Regions from separate parts of the Mus musculus genome. Here regions 2, 3, 4, 5 and 6 are each linked to region 1. Evidence: chromatin contacts called from public HiCAR-type, HiChIP or PLAC-seq and promoter capture Hi-C data. All regions are on one chromosome and are shown on one strand. Each heading gives the region's core, a stretch centred on a gene start, on an enhancer-like site or on the middle of the called end of the contact. The rest is flanking DNA. Distances are from core to core; before and after follow the strand shown. Region 1 holds the start of Tpd52l1 (tumor protein D52-like 1). Region 2 holds the start of Tspyl4 (TSPY-like 4). Region 3 holds the start of Dse (dermatan sulfate epimerase). Region 4 holds the start of Zup1 (zinc finger containing ubiquitin peptidase 1). Region 5 holds the start of Rsph4a (radial spoke head 4 homolog A (Chlamydomonas)). Region 6 holds the start of Clvs2 (clavesin 2).

The links. Promoter capture Hi-C pulls out the DNA fragments that hold promoters and counts their contacts. HiCAR-type assays count read pairs that join an accessible place to other places. HiChIP or PLAC-seq counts read pairs in DNA pulled down with a chosen protein or histone mark.
Region 2: a HiCAR-type map of astrocytes shows a contact between it and region 1, with 5 times the contacts expected there. The contact joins the promoter of Tspyl4 here to the promoter of Tpd52l1 in region 1. A contact is called at or near these places in 2 of 39 promoter capture datasets (embryonic stem cells and hippocampal neurons) and 1 of 115 datasets of contacts at active chromatin or transcription factors (astrocytes).
Region 3: a contact with region 1 is called in a promoter capture Hi-C map of embryonic stem cells, with 2.4 times the contacts expected there. The contact joins the promoter of Dse here to the promoter of Tpd52l1 in region 1. A contact is called at or near these places in 2 of 39 promoter capture datasets (embryonic stem cells and hippocampal neurons).
Region 4: a promoter capture Hi-C map of hippocampal neurons shows a contact between it and region 1, with 9 times the contacts expected there. The contact joins the promoter of Zup1 here to the promoter of Tpd52l1 in region 1. A contact is called at or near these places in 5 of 39 promoter capture datasets (cranial neural crest, hippocampal neurons, liver and 1 more).
Region 5: a contact with region 1 is called in a promoter capture Hi-C map of embryonic stem cells, with 4 times the contacts expected there. The contact joins the promoter of Rsph4a here to the promoter of Tpd52l1 in region 1. A contact is called at or near these places in 3 of 39 promoter capture datasets (embryonic stem cells and hippocampal neurons).
Region 6: a contact with region 1 is called in an H3K4me3 HiChIP or PLAC-seq map of embryonic forebrain, with 19 times the contacts expected there. The contact joins the promoter of Clvs2 here to the promoter of Tpd52l1 in region 1. A contact is called at or near these places in 4 of 39 promoter capture datasets (hippocampal neurons, liver and pre-B cells) and 3 of 115 datasets of contacts at active chromatin or transcription factors (embryonic forebrain, embryonic stem cells and forebrain).

Annotation. Positions count from the first base shown.
Region 1 is chr10:31,444,449-31,447,366 of GRCm38.p6, forward strand. It overlaps Tpd52l1 (tumor protein D52-like 1), which reads right to left and starts at 1,510. Exons shown (of 8, transcript NM_001359364.1): 1 at 1,264-1,510. The coding sequence starts at 1,282.
Region 2 is chr10:34,295,920-34,298,837 of GRCm38.p6, forward strand. It overlaps Tspyl4 (TSPY-like 4), which reads left to right and starts at 1,502. Exons shown (of 1, transcript NM_030203.2): 1 at 1,502-2,918. The coding sequence starts at 1,595. The coding sequence ends at 2,815. Gm26564 (a long non-coding RNA gene) reads right to left here and starts at 1,505. Exons shown (of 5, transcript XR_871568.2): 1 at 1,424-1,505.
Region 3 is chr10:34,205,767-34,208,684 of GRCm38.p6, forward strand. Dse (dermatan sulfate epimerase) reads right to left here and starts at 1,469. Exons shown (of 6, transcript NM_172508.3): 1 at 1,314-1,469.
Region 4 is chr10:33,949,715-33,952,632 of GRCm38.p6, forward strand. It overlaps Zup1 (zinc finger containing ubiquitin peptidase 1), which reads right to left and starts at 1,545. Exons shown (of 11, transcript NM_001359455.1): 1 at 1,417-1,545; 2 at 34-150.
Region 5 is chr10:33,903,735-33,906,652 of GRCm38.p6, forward strand. Rsph4a (radial spoke head 4 homolog A (Chlamydomonas)) reads left to right here and starts at 1,377. Exons shown (of 6, transcript NM_001162957.1): 1 at 1,377-2,104. The coding sequence starts at 1,422.
Region 6 is chr10:33,623,245-33,626,162 of GRCm38.p6, forward strand. Clvs2 (clavesin 2) reads right to left here and starts at 1,440. Exons shown (of 6, transcript NM_175448.4): 1 at 892-1,440. Gm15939 (predicted gene 15939) reads left to right here and starts at 1,002. Exons shown (of 5, transcript NR_152723.1): 1 at 1,002-1,662.

The DNA of each region.
Region 1 (2,918 bases), core at 260-2,759:
CAACTGAGTGGCTCTAGTCCTATACACTGCCCAAACTGCCCTCATTCGAGCTGCTTTTGCCCTTAGAATGCATGAGGTCGTGAATCTCTTTACTTCATTTGAAGAAAAAAAAAAGCATTATGTATTTAAAAGGGCACCACAAAATTCCTCAGTGCGAGGAAAGGTGGTCATGATGGCATTAATGCAAACCATTCCTTCTGAGTGCTGCTTCCAAAGTGAATTTCCGAGAGCTTTCGTCCTCCCTGTCCCTCACTCCACATAAGACCATCTCTGGGCTGATGAGATGGCTCGGCAGGTAAAGGGCCTGCTCTAAACTGACTGCTCTTCCGAAGGTCCTGAGTTCAAATCCCAGCAACCACATGGTGGCTCACAACCATCCATAATGAGATCTGACACCTTCTTCTGGTGTGTCTGAAGTCAGCTACAGTGAACTTAGGTATAATAATAATAATAATAATAATAATAATAATAATAATAATAATAATAAAGGCAATCTCTGATCCTTTCTAAGATCCCTTTACTCTTATTTTGAATGATCCTAGAGTTCTCTGGATTCCTCCAGCGAACACCCTGAGCACGGAGAGCAGGTGACCAACCCTCAATTAAGGCAGGCACTGGGTGCGGCTGGGGTGGGGGGTGAGGTGGGGTGGGGTGGGAAAGCGACTCTTCTAAGAACACGAAAAACTGGGATAGGGTTATCAATCTGGATGTCGGGGGCGGGGTTGGGGGTTGGGGGGAAATGTGAAGCTCTCTTGCCTTTGAAGGCCAATCCTCCCACGCTGCAGCCCTCGAATAGCAGGGACACTGAGTCTCCACAAAACCACCACCTCTCGGGTCCGCGTCACCCCCGCCCGCATTTGTGAACTGCAAGAGGTGAGCCCCAAGGCCGGAGTCCAGAAGATCCGGCTCTCCCCACGCCTCCCCGGGAAGAACAGCGCAGACATCCGGAGCCTGAACAACAGGTCCTTTGAACACCTTCCAGGACGAGGAAGTATGGCCCACTGACTGCTGGAAGGGATAGTGCAGACAAGGACACAATCCCTGCAGACCCGCTACTCTGTTTTCAGTCCTCAGCCCTTCCCTGGTCCCCAGCCCCACCGCAAAATCTGAGTCAAGCAAAGGATCCCGAAGGCGCGCGTAGGCGCAGAGTTCCGTCTGCGTAGGATGTCCCTGTCTGTCCCGGAGTAAAGTTAGGTACTGAAGGAAAATAGTCTCTCTGTACATCTGAGGACCAGACCTCGGGGGCGACCGGCGACCACCCACCTTGTGCCTGCGCCTCCATGGTGGCCGGTTTGGAGCTGAGCACCGCGGAGAACACGCGGACTCCTCGCAGAGCAGCAGATGGTAGCGATTCCCGAGCTCGGAAGACAGCTAGCCCCGCCGCCCGTGCCCTCTCCCGGCGCGCGTGTCGCGAGCATTCGTGGAGGGGGCGGGGTACTGGCGGCGGCCACCACTGGCCGCTGCTGGTTACCTCCGCCCCTTCCAATCCACCTAGGCTACACAGCGCAACCGAGAACGCCAGGTCGGGCGCCACCTGCCGGCCGCTCTGCGCACCCAGTGGGAGGCTTCCCCTCCAGCACACAAACGCGCAGACAACCAACACCATAGCCCAGAAGCCCACAAGACACAAATGCCTTGGCAGGAAGGAGGTAGGGAGCGCAGGGGTACAATGCTGAGCCATTGGTCCTGGTGGAGACAGTCAGGTTAGGTTCCTGGGCGCCCCAGTACCATATTCTTTTTGTCAACTGACCATTATATAACTTTGTTATATGCCCATTTATAGAACCCTTACTTAATGTAATTGGCTCATTTAACATTGAGCATACAGTGCTCGGACAAAAACACAGTTTATTAAGGTTATGTAATGTGTATACTTCTTCTATAAAGTTCATCACACTATATTGCACTTAGGGTGTTGGGCATGAATCTAGTTTGAAACGAAACTGGGCAGTGCTGGCGTGGGGGGTAGGGGCTGCAATATTTTGAGATTTTTGTTTACTCCAACAGGCAGAAGAAAAACTGAGTTTGGTGTTACAAGCAAATCCGAGTGAAAAGTGACAAAGGAACATGGAGCCTAAGACACATTAATAGGACATGTGTCTTGTTATCCCGAGCCTGTAGGCTGTGTCACTAGATTGGTGTAGGAGTCCTTTTCAGAGAAGACTAAAACTTCAGTCCTGTGTCAAGGCTTGTCTGCTGGTGTAACTGGAAAGCTAACAGTATGAATGGGCGCTCACACGTCACCCCCACCAGTCTCTACGTACTTCCTTTTCCTCAGCGTCTCACAAACTTCATGAAACAGTCTAGCATTTTCTTATGCTTGGTGTTACATAATTTGCAATTTTGCGTGAAAGGGTGTCATTCTCTTTCTCTATAAAATAGATGGGGGAGTCTGGTGAGATTGAAGGTGTTTATTATATTAAATCTCCTGTAATTTCTGCCAAAGAGCCTCAAGTAGATTTACACTCAGGAAAGATAGTGATTAATCAATCAAAAAGTCGTATTTTTACCACACCCAAGTTACTCTCAAAGTTACAGGATAAAATACAAAAATGGGTGTCCTTTCCCTTGAAAGAAAGAATACTGGTGGTTTTGTGGCATGCACACGAGCATGCCAGTGGTTTGGGTTGGGTGGTTTGTCTGTTTGTTTTTCTCAGTTTTGTGTTGAAGATCTCATAGGTATGTAATCAATTTCATGACATTTACCCTATAATGACTTTTAGTGAAAGTTACCAGGCAGGTACAAAGTGGCTACTGGATGATGAAATCACTTTTAGAGTCTATTCAGGTTTTCTGGTCGTCTTAATCCTAGAAATTAAACACCAAGTCACAACAGTTGACTCCCAGCTGTTAAAAGCTAAAAATAGCTCCTGACTTTTCATCTTAGGCCACCTACTTTCATCTGGCTCATTTCTGAT
Region 2 (2,918 bases), core at 252-2,751, 2.9 Mb after region 1:
GCAGTGTTTATGTGTTTACATAGGAAGTTAGCGATACATTTATTTCACCTCAGTAAGGCAAAAAGAATATTTGTTAAGAGAAAAAGGAAAGGGGGACAGAAAAAGAATTGGTATTTGTGTGTACATTTTAATTTTATTTAGATAATCAATTGATTTTCCTTTTTTTCTTTCCTTTTTTGGGAGATAGGGCTAGGAAGAGGCAGGCCAGCCTGGACAACTGTCTTTGAGTGAGAACACTCACCTTTGGCATAGAAAGAAAGAAAAAAATCAAGCTGCATGATATGCCATGTGTTGTTCTCACCACCTCAGAGTCTTAGGCGAACCAGGAGCCATTATTTCCCTCATTAGAGTTCTTAGGGTAATGTTTTTTGTTTTTGTTTTTTTTCTTTAAACCCCTATTCAAAGACTCTTACTGTAGTGTAACCATATTCTGGGAGGAATCAATTTCCCAGGGCAAAGAACTCTAAAGCTTTGTTCTAATAGAAATTCAAACATTAAATATGCAAAATTTAAGTTTCTGTTTTTTTCTATCCCTTAAGGATTAACATCCGAATTCTCAGACTTTAGCAAACTGAGAGACCGTGGTGATTAAATACATAAATAGCTTTTATTTATTTAAATAAATGATTGAGTAAATAAATAAATACATTTTCTAAATTGACTTGAATGAATGACCCTTCTTTTTTAAAGTAGATTATTTTAAAGACACAGTTGCTTAAGTGTGTGAAAAACCCTGATTGATTCTACCTTCACAAAGGCAAATTTGGGCAAATGTTAGTTGGCTCCATACCCACAGGCATGAAGCAGAACCTAAGATCATAAACCAAGGCAAAGGAGGATTAATGTGTATCGTTTTAGAAATTGAATCCTCTGAGGTTACATTTCCTTCACTAATTCTCAGGGGCTAACTGTGTATATGGCATGCGTTGTGGCCACCTGTAAATAAGGCGCGGTTTACTATTTATTTAAAAGTGAAGAAATATCCAATTGCTTTGTAAATGTCGGCCAATGTATACAAACATCAAAATCTCTGCAGAAATCGAAATTAACCTTAGGAATGTCTTGTTTGCTTGAAAGTAAAAACAACGACGACACTTTTTGCCCCCTAAATCTGATTCTGCGCAGCTCCTCAGTAGCCGCTATGAATCGAATCTGTGTCCGAAATAAGGAGGGCCTGTGAGCTGGTGAATTCGCTTCTCTATTCCTGGGAAGCATGAATAAAATCTGACTTTATTAGACAATAGGTTCTATTTTAAAATTTATTTTGAGACATGGTTTAGATACTGTCGAAATTAATTAGAGACTTACGAATAGACGTAAAATATAATTCGACATCCATTTATGTACTCAATTTCCCAGATGAGATTAAATTTACAGCATCATTTAAAAAGACAAAAAGAACACACTTGATCGACAAAATTACCTGGATTGCCAGTTCTCGCGCTACGGTTAGTTGCAGCTGGTATCCTGACGTCACAGGTTGCCATGGTAGCACCAGCCCAGAAGGAAAAGGGGTGGAGCTAAGCACTCACTGCGGTTTTGCGCTGCGTCTGCAGAGGACAAGGAAAGCTCTGCAGGGCTGTCAGCTGCCAAAATGAACGGCGTGGAAGGGAACAACGAGCTATCTCTCGCTAACACCACGACCCCCTCCCATGCCTCCGAAGATCTGGATCTGAAGCAGGACCAGGGGCTCCAAGAGGAAACCGACACAGTGCGGGAGATGGAGGCTGCAGGTGAGGCCGGTGCGGATGGAGGCGCGTCTCCGGATTCCGAGCACTGCGGCCCCGAGCTCTGCTTCCGAGTGGCTGAGAATAGTTGTGCTGCGGCAGCGAGAGGTCTGGAGGATGCTCCGTCTCCATCAAAGGGCGGGGACGCACCCTCAGCCCCTGTGGCAGCCGACGACAGCAGTAAAAATGGCTGTCAGCTTGAAGGGCCTCACAGCCCTGCTAAACCGAAAGCCCTGGAAGCCTGTGGTGCGGTGGGCCTGGGGTCTCAGCAGATGCCGGGGCCGAAGAAGACCAAGGAAATGACGACTACCAAGTGCGCCATCTCTGTGGCCACCGGCAAGGAGGGAGAAGCAGGAGCGGCAATGCAGGAAAAGAAGGGGTTACAGAAGGAAAAAAAGGTAGCTGGAGGAGGGAAAGAGGAGACTCGACCCAGAGCTCCGAAGATCAATTGCATGGACTCGCTGGAGGCCATCGATCAAGAGCTGTCAAATGTAAATGCGCAGGCTGACAGGGCCTTCCTCCAGCTGGAACGCAAATTTGGGCGGATGAGAAGGCTCCACATGCAGCGCAGAAGTTTCATCATCCAAAACATCCCAGGTTTCTGGGTCACCGCTTTTCGGAACCACCCCCAGCTGTCACCAATGATTAGTGGCCAAGATGAAGACATGATGAGGTACATGATCAATTTAGAGGTGGAGGAGCTTAAGCAGCCAAGAGTAGGGTGCAAATTTAAGTTCATCTTTCAAAGCAACCCCTACTTTCGAAATGAGGGGCTGGTCAAAGAATATGAGCGCAGATCCTCAGGTCGAGTGGTGTCACTCTCTACGCCAATCCGCTGGCACCGGGGTCAGGAACCCCAGGCCCACATCCACAGGAATAGGGAGGGGAACACGATTCCCAGTTTCTTCAACTGGTTCTCAGACCACAGCCTCCTAGAATTCGACAGAATAGCTGAAATTATCAAAGGGGAGCTGTGGTCCAATCCCCTACAATACTATCTGATGGGCGATGGGCCACGCCGTGGAGTTCGAGTCCCACCAAGGCAGCCAGTGGAGAGTCCCAGGTCCTTCAGGTTCCAGTCTGGCTAAGCTCTGCCCTCGTGAGAAGCTCTTGCAGAGGAGTCCTTACCACCTCCTCAGCTTGGCCAGCAGCATGCAGCCTTCTGTCTGCTTTCTCTTCCTGTTGGATTGT
Region 3 (2,918 bases), core at 219-2,718, 2.8 Mb after region 1:
AGTAGAATAGAATTTACTACCCCCCCCCCAAAAAGACCACATTTGTACAGGATTAAAGGAAAATAGTAATGTGTGAACAAATAATAGGGTAATCCTGTTTTATTTTTCCCATGCACGTTACATTTTGTAGTTCTCTCTAGTAGTATAGTCCAAAATCTTCTACAAAATTTTGGTTTCATAAGGGGTAGAGATGGCTCAGTGGTCAAGAACTGGTACTGCTCTTGTCCAGGACCAGAGTTCATTTCCCAGCACCCACATTAGGATGCTCAGAGTGTAGCTACCATACTAACACATCTAATGTTCTTCTGACCTCTGCAGGCACCTGTCTATAGTCCTGTGCATATACTCCCAGACAGACACATAATTTTGAAGTGACACTAATGAATCTTTTTTTTAACTTCACTAGTACTATCATTTATTAAGAAGATGTAAAAGCTGAAAAGACAATTAGTAAAAGTGAAAATTCTGTAATGTGAAAGAATATGAAAATATTTCTAGAAGATTCTACCTTCCTTAAGATATTGTTGATTAAGCAGCAATAAACACCAAATGTTTTCAAGAATCCACTAGAAAATCTCTAGAAACCAACGTGTCAGTTCCTGACCTAAAGAATTCCAGGTGAAAGAGGCCGGCCTCTTGCATTGGAAGCAAAGGATTAGGTTATGAATGCCAGCTGGCCTAAACGGAGGCTGTTGCCTCAAAGGAGAGATGAGAAAGTTCTCAGTTCACAAAGTTAGCTCAGATCCAGCCTCGACAGATTCTGAGCCCATGTGGCATCGCTTACAGTGCTCCCCAGCCCGAGTCAAGCCCGCCTGCCGGGCCCCCGATTGGCCCAGGCGGCCTCGGGTTGAGGTTGCCCAATCACTCTGGGGTGTTGGAGTGCAGGGGCGCTGGAATCCTGTGGCTGGGGGTGACTCAGAAGCAGCTTTCTGGGCGTTGGCGGTCCGGAGGTCGCACAGGCACAACCAGCATGGGAGCACACGACCACTACCATCCCTAGATAACTGGTGTAGCATAGGAAGGGAACGCAAGGGTGTGCTATCTCCAAACCTCTGGAAACTCGGGAGCACGTCCAGTCCCCGCCATTCGCTCCTGATCTCGGTGCTGCTGTCTGAGCTGGGTACCCGGGTAGGAGATCACGGAGCCAGCAGAGCTGGCCCGAGATGCTCAGTCCACAGGGAAATCGACGCGCAGCGGGGGACGTGGCTCAAGCTGGTCCGTAGGGACCGGTCCAGTGTAGACCCATGGAGCCACAGGAGGGTAGCTTCCTGGAGCGTGGCCCAGAGCAGCGCCCAACCCAGCCCATCACTCACCGCTCCGTCCTCCCGGGCGTCCTCTCTCTGCGTCCCCGTGGGGCGCCGGGACTCCGGACCCCTGGAGTCGGGCCCTCAGCTTGCGCGCCGAGCCATCCGAGCTCAGGGCGCTGCGCCCGGGGTGCGCCGCTGCAGCCTCTAGCCGCCGTGCGGACTGGGCGGAGACCGTCGGCGGAGAGAGGGGGGTGGGCCGCGGCAGGGCTCTGCCTGGGGCGGAGGAAGCCGCAACGTCAGCAGAGCCCGGGAGGCGAGGATGGGGAGGGGGAGAGCGGGACCCCCGCCCAGCCCAATCCGGACCTCCGCACGGGCTCTCCTCCGGCGCCCCAGATCACGGCTCCACGCGAGGCTCTGCCTTCCGGTCGCTGCGGCCCGGACCCCACAAGACACCACAGGACCCCACAGAACCCCAAGCACCCTGCCCTGCCCTGCCCCGCCCCGCCCCGCCGCTTTGGTTCCTACAGCTCTGATTTCTCCTGACCCAAGAGCTTCAAGTTCCACTCTGGAATCTCACCCAAAGGAAAGATAATTTCTGGAGGCCGGGGGAGGAGGGGCCGATTCGTTTTTTAAAGCGCTGGAAGAGGAAAGCCGAGAATTTAAAGAATCCCACTACCAAAGCTAGCGGCCAACCCCCTCTCCAGGCTCCAAAATAGTTACACTCCCGACGCCTCCCTCCCTTCCCCCCTTTCCTGAATCAGTTTTACTCTCAAAGAGAAAGGGGAAAATCCACCTAATCCGAAGCAGTTGTCGCCTAGAATGGAGTTGCAAAATACAGGGAATCCTACCGCAAGGAACCCTGTAAGCTGAACTGATTTTAATCAGCAAAGATAAAGGATTGGGGGAAGATCCTTTAGAGTTTGCAGTTCACAAAGGAAACTTTATCTTATTTCGTGTGTGTGTGTGTGTGTGTGTGTGTGTGTGTGTGTGTGTGTGTGTGTGTGTGTTTGTGTGTGTACGCGCGCGCGTGAGAGAGATATGCACCCAACTTTTGTTTATTCTTTCAATGAAATGTAGCCATCCAATACAAACTCTAACCGGTCCAGGGTTGGATCTCCTTCCTCAGAGTTAAAGAGAATTAACCTACTAGATTCTATGAAAAGGCAGCTTTTCGAGAGACACTTACCCGTTCGTAAGAATGGGCGGTTTTACTCAACCCTGTTTGCTAACAATTGCTCGGAGTTCTGACAGACTATGGAGACCCAAGGGCGCTTCCAGGCAACCACACTATTAGGAAAAGTTACAGATTTTGCAATCAAAAGTGGCTCCTCACCACGGATTAAAAAAAAAAAAAAGAAAAAAAAGAAAAGAAATACTACTGTTAGGCTTTTAAATGCTAACTCAGATAAATCACTAATTTGCGTTAACTTCCTGATATTTGGACAGGCCTGTGGTGAGAAAGTTCTAACCAGAGTAGTACTGTGAAGCAGTATTCAAATCCTTACTTTTCAGTTTACTGAAAGCTAAGCCACCTTCAGAGGCTGTGTCTCATCTATAGCATATAATTACTATAATACTCCATGCAACAAAAGATACAAATGGCTAATATTTATTAAAAGTTTACTGTATGCCAGGCCCTGTGTTGAGGTATTTATTTTAGTAGAATGAATT
Region 4 (2,918 bases), core at 295-2,794, 2.5 Mb after region 1:
AAATTTAAACTCCATATGCTCCAAAATCCAAACCTTCTGAGCTGACATGTCCCAGTGGATCTATGCCTGATCTCAAACCTTCTGAGCAGACAGGTCCCAAGTGGATCTATGCCTGATCACACGATGTAGGACAGTCAAAACACTGGCACACTGAAAATAGAAATACATACAGAGAAATATGTTTTAAAATACAAGCTATATATGACACAAACAAACTTTATGTTTAGTATTGTATTTCTACATATTCTAGATAAAGGATATTGTGCCTGAATGTCAAGATATCAGAGGTAATAATAAGAAAATTTATGAGTAAAACATTTCAACAAGGCATTGGTGATACACCCTTTTAATCTCAGCACTCCTGAGGCAGAGAGCAGGTGGATCTGTTAGTTGGAGGCCAGCCATAGCTGAGTTCCAAACCATTCAGGGCTGCATAGTGAGACTCCATCTCAAAAAACAATAATACAAGGCATTTCGTCCAACAGGTAGAAAAAAAAGTATATTTAATAAGTTGTCCATGTAAAATAAAGTAAAACAGAAGGCTAATGTTGATCAACATATTTACTTGCATGTAGTAGAATGAGGAGGGTAAATCCACCTTAGTTCACTTCAGAGCTTTATATGTGTCAAACTTAATACCACTGCTGTGGTTTTACATACATGGAAACCCTGGACCAGACAGGTCACTACAGTCAGATAACGATGGAAGGTAAACACCGCAGAGCCCAAAGGTAAAAGCTGTGAGCATTGTAGGAAAACAGCACTTACCGCCAAGATCTAGGAAACTGGGGTATAGACGCTGGTTTCATTAGGTTAGCTAACAGCTCAACCCTCGGAAGTTCATTTTCAAACGAGTTATGAGATTGATGGGCTAATGGGAGATGGACTACTTGTAGGGAGGTGCTAAAACAAAACAAAACCTTTTAACGCAATCACAAACCCAGACCTTCCCCTAGACTATCACCTGGCTGTCACGTATTTTAGTAATAGGAAGGAAAAACGAGGGCAACTATTCCCTTCATCTAATTTCAGCTTTACAAAATCTTTCTACATTTTCCTTTTTCTCGTTTCTCTTCAGACAGTAATAAGTTTCTGTTTCTAGAAGGAAGTTCTATCGATACCTAGTTTCGTTTCTTCCAAGGACTGGGGCACTGCAGATAAAGGACACACTACAAGTAAGGGGGGACCTTCGAAGGGCTAGCCTGGGTACGGGATGGCGAAGGTGGTAAGGCCCGAATCTGTCAAAGTTCTGAGCCAACGTCGCACCGGTGGGGCGCAGGGAACCGGACCTGCGGCCACCCGGAGCCGGCCTGCAGACCCGGACCCACGGCTAGACCGCCGCTCCTCCCCACCGCAGGAGCCAGCCACCGCCCGAAAGCGCGCCCCACACAGCCCGCCCGATCGCCAAGGACAGACCTCCCGAGACTGCCGCGCCGCGACCCAAAAGAGAGCCCAGGCCTCCAAGAGTCCTCCGCAGTCACAACAGACCTTCCTCACTGGCCAGAGAGGGTAGAGATCCCAGCATGCCCCGCTGCAGATCCGTCTGAGTTGCGGTGCATTGTGGGACTTGTGAGGGATTTTTGCAACTTTCGCTTGCACATCAGAGCATCACTGCCCCTCCCACCTTCCAGTTGCAGTTTCCACTCCAGATATGCTAAAACCGTAACTAGATTCTGAGTACATTTAAATGTCTGATTCTGCGGCAAACACCTGTTCCTGTTTACACAGTATCTGAGCTCTAAATTATGTTCTGCGGGTTAATTAAGACAAGTTCCTTTGTCAATATTACAAAGTTGCTTATCCAGTGTTAACAGTCTGTTTCTCCCTCTGGGGGATTGATCTACGAGGCAACTACGGACGTGTTTAAATATGAGGATGACATAATCTGACAAGTATAATATTTTTAAATTATTGGGTATCGTTGAACGTGATGCATGGAGGAAATACTATTTCCTTTAGTAGAATTCCTTCTTTTAGTAAAAAAAAAAAAAAATTCGAAGTCATTGTAAGAGTGAAAGTACTCTTACAGAACATTTTCAAGCTAAAAATGAGCACATTAGCAGTTAACCATTAGCTGCGAGGCCAACAACAATGAAATCATTTCTCCAGAGGTATAAAAACGTTCAGAAAACAGAACTTTGTGGAATGTCTAAACAAGGGGCAACTAAAACTCTGCTTCCAGATTTCCTCCTTCATCAGCTTCCCACTTGACTCGTCTTTTCCTCCAAGACAGTATTAGTTAACGAAAAAAGATGAACTGGCCATCTTCTGTAACCAGGTTGTTATGCCCAGTTTGCGGGAACCCCAGGAGACTGCCAGAAATTGGAAGACCAAATGTAATATACAAAGAGTTTTTATTAACCGGGACCCGGTTCGCTATCTTTCCCAATGCACAGTGACCCCTAAATCTAGGGGTTTAAGGTATATATAGGAGGATGCATAAACTGGGGCTCTCAACCCCTGGTGTTACATGATTGGGAAGAGGAAAAGAGAACCGATAGTATTTGTTCAGACAGGGAGGAGGAATTGCGCAGCTGGAACAAGACCTTTTTGACCTGGGAAGACATAACTTATCAAAGACCAGCGTGTTTTTATAACGCAGTCACAGCTGCCTGAGAATGAGTGGACTTTATCACTTCGAGAATACTAACTCCTGTCTCCTTCAAAGGTCGGAGCCATCTGTGCTTGGGAGAGTGCTTTTATGAAGGAAGGATCACAATATTCCGGCGCCAGATTGGGCTCTCTTTTGTCTGCCCTCTTCATAAGGCCTGAAGCATCTATGTTAGGGGAAAGGGGTACTAACTGCTCTGGCTGCATGCAGGGACAGGAGAGTGCAGTATTTGACGCGCAGAGATTGGGGCAGGTTTCCTGTGTTTCTTCACAGGCAAAGCTTCCAGTGGAGGACAGGAACACCAATG
Region 5 (2,918 bases), core at 127-2,626, 2.5 Mb after region 1:
GACTTTGGCTAATGAAAGCTTGCTTCTTGAAGAGAAGATGGCAACTCCATGGAAGGCTTGAGGGTTTCCTCAAATATATTTATGATACAGAACTAAGAATTTTGTATCTGAATACTTTTTATTTATACACTTGCATTATGTCAAGGTCATATGACATTGAGCTGAAGAGATAAAGCCAAATAAAGAATTTGTTAGAGATTCGCAATATTATATAAAACTTATAAAGTTAAACTTGTAAATGACACTGAAATTAAGGTCTCAGAAACTTATTGAGGGCACCTATAGGGAAATACAGAAAAACAAATGTGCATTTGCATTTAGAGTCATGCTATAGTGTTGAAGAACTCTTAGAACTTAATTTGAAGCATGATGGACTTTAATTTGATCCATGAATTTAGCTCCTCAGAAAAGAAAAGCAAAGCTGCATATTTTGATAGACTAGGTAATCATTTTGGTATGATTAAAGATCACTGGGCTATAAATGTTTGTCTCTACACCTAACATGCCCATCTTTGGAGCATTTGTGAAGCAGGTAATAGCTACACTCTAGTTTAAGTACTGACAACACTGAAATAAAGAAAGCAAACAGCAGAATAGTATGCCAAGCTCTTCCTTGGGTCTTTGGAAGCAAACATGGGTGTGTTTCCAACAGAAAACTATAGTTTCGAATAAAACTATCTTTAAAAAATGTAGAAGGCTATGGCATCATGTCCTAATAGGGAACGTCCCTGGAATGCAGAGGCCTTTGGTTTCATACTTACCACCCAAATAGTAGGGAAAAGAGAATGAAGAAATGCTGTTTGACTTTATGCATTTATTCTCCCATTCTTTTTATTTAAATATTTTATTTATTTTTATGTATATGAGCACTCTATCTGCATGTACAGTTACATGCTGGAATAGGACATCAGATCACATTATAGATGATTTTGAGCCATTATGTGGTTGCTGGGAGTTGAACTCAGGACCTTGGAAGAGCAGTTAGTGCTCTTAACCGCTGAGCCACACTTTATATACATTACTCATACTTCATATCCATAACCTAGATCAAACTGTCAGACCTTTAAAGACCTCCAACACCGGATCACAGTTCCACCTTTGCTCTCATCTTGCAGGTCTTGGTTCCCAAAACAAAATAAAACAAACAAAACGAAAGGTAGGGTTCGGATTGGCTGAGCTAGGAAGAGGGACAGAGACTTCACCAAATCACAAAACTAGTCCCCTCCCTAAAATCCTAGCAACAGGGCTGTTTGATTTTTACACAGAGACTGCCAGCCTGGGGTTGCTATGGAGACCGGACGCTTGCAACCTGTGGAGGCAGGTTGATTAGGAATTGATTACTTAGAAGATCTCAGCAAAGTCCCGTGTTGTTTCCTTCCATATCGTCACGCTCCGTTCACGTGACTTATTTCTTAACTCCTATGGAAAACTCTACCTCTCTGAAACAAGAAAAGGAAAATCAAGAGCCAGGGGAAGCAGAGAGATTATGGCAAGGAGAGTCAGACGTTTCTCCCCAGGAGCCTGGTCCCCCATCACCTGAGTACCGGGAAGAGGAGCAAAGGACAGACACCGAACCCGCACCCAGAATGAGCCCCTCTTGGAGCCACCAGTCTAGAGTCAGCCTGTCTACGGGAGACCTCACCGCTGGACCAGAAGTGTCATCCTCCCCTCCCCCTCCTCCTCTGCAGTTTCATTCCACTCCTCTCAACACTGAAACTACTCAGGATCCTGTAGCTGCATCACCCACAGAGAAGACCGCTAATGGAATCGCTGACACCGGGACACCTTATTCTGATCCTTGGGAATCATCTTCTGCTGCAAAGCAATCAACTTCTCACTACACAAGCCACGCCGAGGAAAGTACTTTCCCGCAGTCTCAGACACCCCAACCTGACCTCTGTGGGCTAAGGGATGCCAGCAGGAACAAGTCCAAGCACAAAGGGCTGAGATTTGACCTTTTACAAGAGGAAGGCTCAGACAGTAACTGTGACCCAGACCAGCCTGAGGTTGGAGCCAGTGAAGCAGCCCAGAGTATGCTTGAGGTGGCCATTCAGAATGCAAAAGCCTACCTGCTGAGTACCAGCAGCAAGTCTGGCTTAAATCTGTAAGTATCACAGTGGGGGTGGGGTGACAACAAAGGGGGTGGGCAGGAGCAGAGTAAGGTATTTCTGTGAAAATTTGTTGGAGGCAAAAAGAGACTAGAATCTGAAAGGATTTCTTTTGAAAAAGAAAGTTACTGGGTGTGGTGGCAGAGGCTTTTAATTCCAGAACATAGATAGGGAGGTAGAGGCTAATAGGCTATAGGCCCACCTATTTGCACAGCAAGTTACAGGTCACCCAGGGCAACACAGTGGGACCCTGTCTAAATGTAAAAAGTTGGTAGACAGACAGACAGACAAAAAGGAGTAAAAATAAAATACAAAGGTAGTAAATTAGTGAGATAAGTGCATTTGACACGTAAAACTGGGCCCCTGGTAATAATTGTTTTAGGTCTTTGAAGACCCTAGACACATAGGTTGGCTGGTTGGTTGGTTGGTTGGTTGGTTGGTTGGAGGGGTGGGGTTGTTCTTGTTTGTTTGTTTTGTTTATTCTTGGCTTAGAAGAGATTGTAAAGTCATGAAATCTAAGCATGTTCCCAGGATGTTTGTAGATTGTATAATTGCCTATAGTGATAGCGTGCATTCTTGTAACCAATTGAAAACTTGTATAGCTTGATTTTATGTTCATTCCCAGGCCAGTGCTATGGTGACCTTCCATCCTCGTTTTCTTAAGATTGTCCTAAGATTTGAGCACAGAAAGTCCTGCATCTTGTATTCTACAAGAAAGCAGAAAACCTGATTACTTTTAAAACATGCTAGGTCTTTCTTTTAAACATGTGGTAACCAAGTATCCAGGTATGGTCTTGATGTCCATTGCAG
Region 6 (2,918 bases), core at 190-2,689, 2.2 Mb after region 1:
AAAGAAAGAAAGAGAGAGAGAGAGAGAGAGAGAGAGAGAGAGAGAGAGAGAGAGAGAAGGAAAGAAGGAAGGAAGGAAGGAAGGAAGGAAGGAAGGAAGGAAGGAAGGAAGGGGAAAGGAAAAGGAAGGAGAGGAGAGGAGAGGGGAGGAGAGGGGAGGGGAGGGGAGGGGAGGGGAGGGGAGGGGAGGGGAGAGGAGATGGAGAGGAGAGAAGAGGAAAGAAACACTAGTTCCAACTAGCATTAGTCTTGGTTCTGTCTTCTCTTGCCTTGCAAGATGTAAAGAAAACAACCCCCATGGACATCTCAGCCCCAGCACTGTAAATCTGCTGCGGTCCCTGATAAAGGATGTGCCTGCCACAGATAAAGATGAGAATTCTGATTAATAATAAGGTGGCTGGCTCTTCAGCTGTGAGATCCAAGGCGGGGAGGGAGCGTCTTTGGCAGAAAGAGAGAGAAAGAGGAAGGGAAAGAAGCTCATTTCTCTCTGCTTATTCAAAGGTGCTATTTTTATAGGATGTCGTTGTGTGGTTTTTACTTTAGGTTATTACGATCCAATTAGGGGAGACTGCAAATCAAATCGTGCACCTCTTCCACACACAGTAATTTCATAAGGCTCCAGCTGGGTATTGGGTACCTTTGACAGAGGCGTGGGCTCACCCTCCCCACCCAGCCCCCAACTTCTGCCTAGTCTCTCCCTTTATTTCAGGGGACTTGCCAAGGAAGTGGAGGATAATGATAAGGACAGGAGGAAACCTTTTTGGGAGCAAAGATGTAAAAACCAGGGTGGGTGCAGGGAGTTGTGGAACATGAAATAAAAATGTCTCTATTTTCCCTATACCCCCCACCCCCACCCCAAAGCCAGAAAGAAGAAAGAGCAGTCAGTTCCTACCAGCAAACCGCGAGGCAGAGTCACTAAGCAATGCGGCACTCCCCAGCATCCATCAGCCCTGGCGGAGGTGGTGGCGGGGGTGGGGGCAGCAGCAGCATCTACTCCTCTCAGAGGGATGGAGCAGTGGAGAGAGATGGTGGCTGAGACCCGCCTGAGGATTCACCAGGGAGCAGCCTCGACGACCTCATCCAAGGACAGCCAGCCTGTCAGCAGGAAGGGTGGGGACCCGCAGAGCTAGGACCTCGCTGCCCGGCCAGCCTTTTTTGCCTTCGAGAGAGGAAGAGAAGGGATGGGAACGCCGGGACGGTGCAAGTCCACTAGGGCTGCGGCCGCCTTTACCTTTGTACGCCTAAGCGGTAGCACGGCGCGGCCCGCAGGGGCTGTTCCACTGCCCCCAGAGCCACTGGGTCCCGCGCGCCCCTGGGGCTTCCGCAGCCACTCCTGAGCCCGCTGCTGCTAAAAGAGGATCCGGCTCATCCCAACTCTTGATTATCCCAGAAGAGAGCTCCTAGCGTTGTAAGCGCTCACACATGCTCTCCGCTCCTCTCTCTGCCTCTGCCTCGTAGGGGTAGGAACGAATTTTGGGACACATTCAAATATCCCAAGCCCCAAGTTCAGCCTGCTCTGGTCTCCAGGTCCCAGCCAGGTCCAGCTATAACTGATCTAGTGGAACAGCTATGGCCTCACAGCATCCCCATGCTCCTCCTCGCTTTGTGTGCAAGACCCGGGAGTGCGGGGTAGAGTAGCCCTTGATTTTGCAACTTAATTAAGGTTGAGAAACCTTTTCTGGTTCTTGTGGGTAATTTTGATTGAGTAGGAGTAGAGAAACGTATTGTATTTTCTGCTTTTGTTGTACTCAGAGATATTTAATTTTAAGAAATAGTAAACTATTCCTATTAAATTCCCTTTGAAGAGGATGAAAACAACATCCAGGCAAAAATCAACAATATCAACAAGAATAACAACATTGTCATAGGACAGGGGGTTGGGTGGGAGCAGGGAAAGAGGACACTTGACTCCTAATAAACTGTATTTCCAGTTACTTCTAGAGATATGCTCTTTCCTTGTAATGCATCTTTATACTGGGATTATAATAAACAAAAAGAACCCTTGGGCCTGTGATGCCTGGAAATCTATTTTTAAAAAAAATGTTTTTAATTTTCAAAGCACAGTGCGCATTACTCAAACTGTAAGAAAGGGTCCTGAGTTTAAGTTACCCCAATGCAGCGACTCTTTACTGAACTCCAGTGTAGGTCAGTGTTATAGATAGACCTGGAGCTAATTATATTTGATGTTAATTCTGTTCTCCTGTGAGTGGTTGTGAACAAGGAATGAGTCAGCACTCAGGTGATTTCCTGTAAACCTGCTTCCCACTTTAATTTGTAAAACAAAGGAGAGCTGATGATTGGGTAGATGTAAGGCAAGGGGTAGCAGAAGGTGAAGAGAGGGAGAAGAAGGAGAAAATGGAAGAGGGAGAGGACACAAAGGAGGAGGAAGAAGAAGAAAAGCAGAACAGAAGCACCTGGCCTGGAGAAACCACAAGTTCTAACGGGTCTCATAGATGGGGAAGATGGTAGTGTAGCAGAAGATCTGCCCAATCTAGGGGCACAGCATGTGTTCATAATAATTGAGTCATATTTGGGTTGGAGATTTACAGGTCAGTGTTCTACATTCTGTGAACAGGAGGTGCCCCTGAAGTTGCCGACTTTAAAGACTGTTAGACTTTCAAATTGTACAACATTAGTTTTGTTTTCTTGAGTATGGTACTGATAAAAAATAAAATAAAATAAAGGAGTGTGATATGGCGTACTACATCATTTGTCAAATAAATTATTGTGAAATAATTTAAGAACCAGAAAAGGGGAATAAGTCATACACATATTGGTTAAAGTTTAAATGCAAGCGCTGAAAATTATTCATATAAATAGGTATGTGTGTGCTTATGAATATATCTGGTGTGTGTATGTGTCTGTGGTATATATTTTACATATACACTTTACATCTCTTGGGAACTATGGGGAACTGAT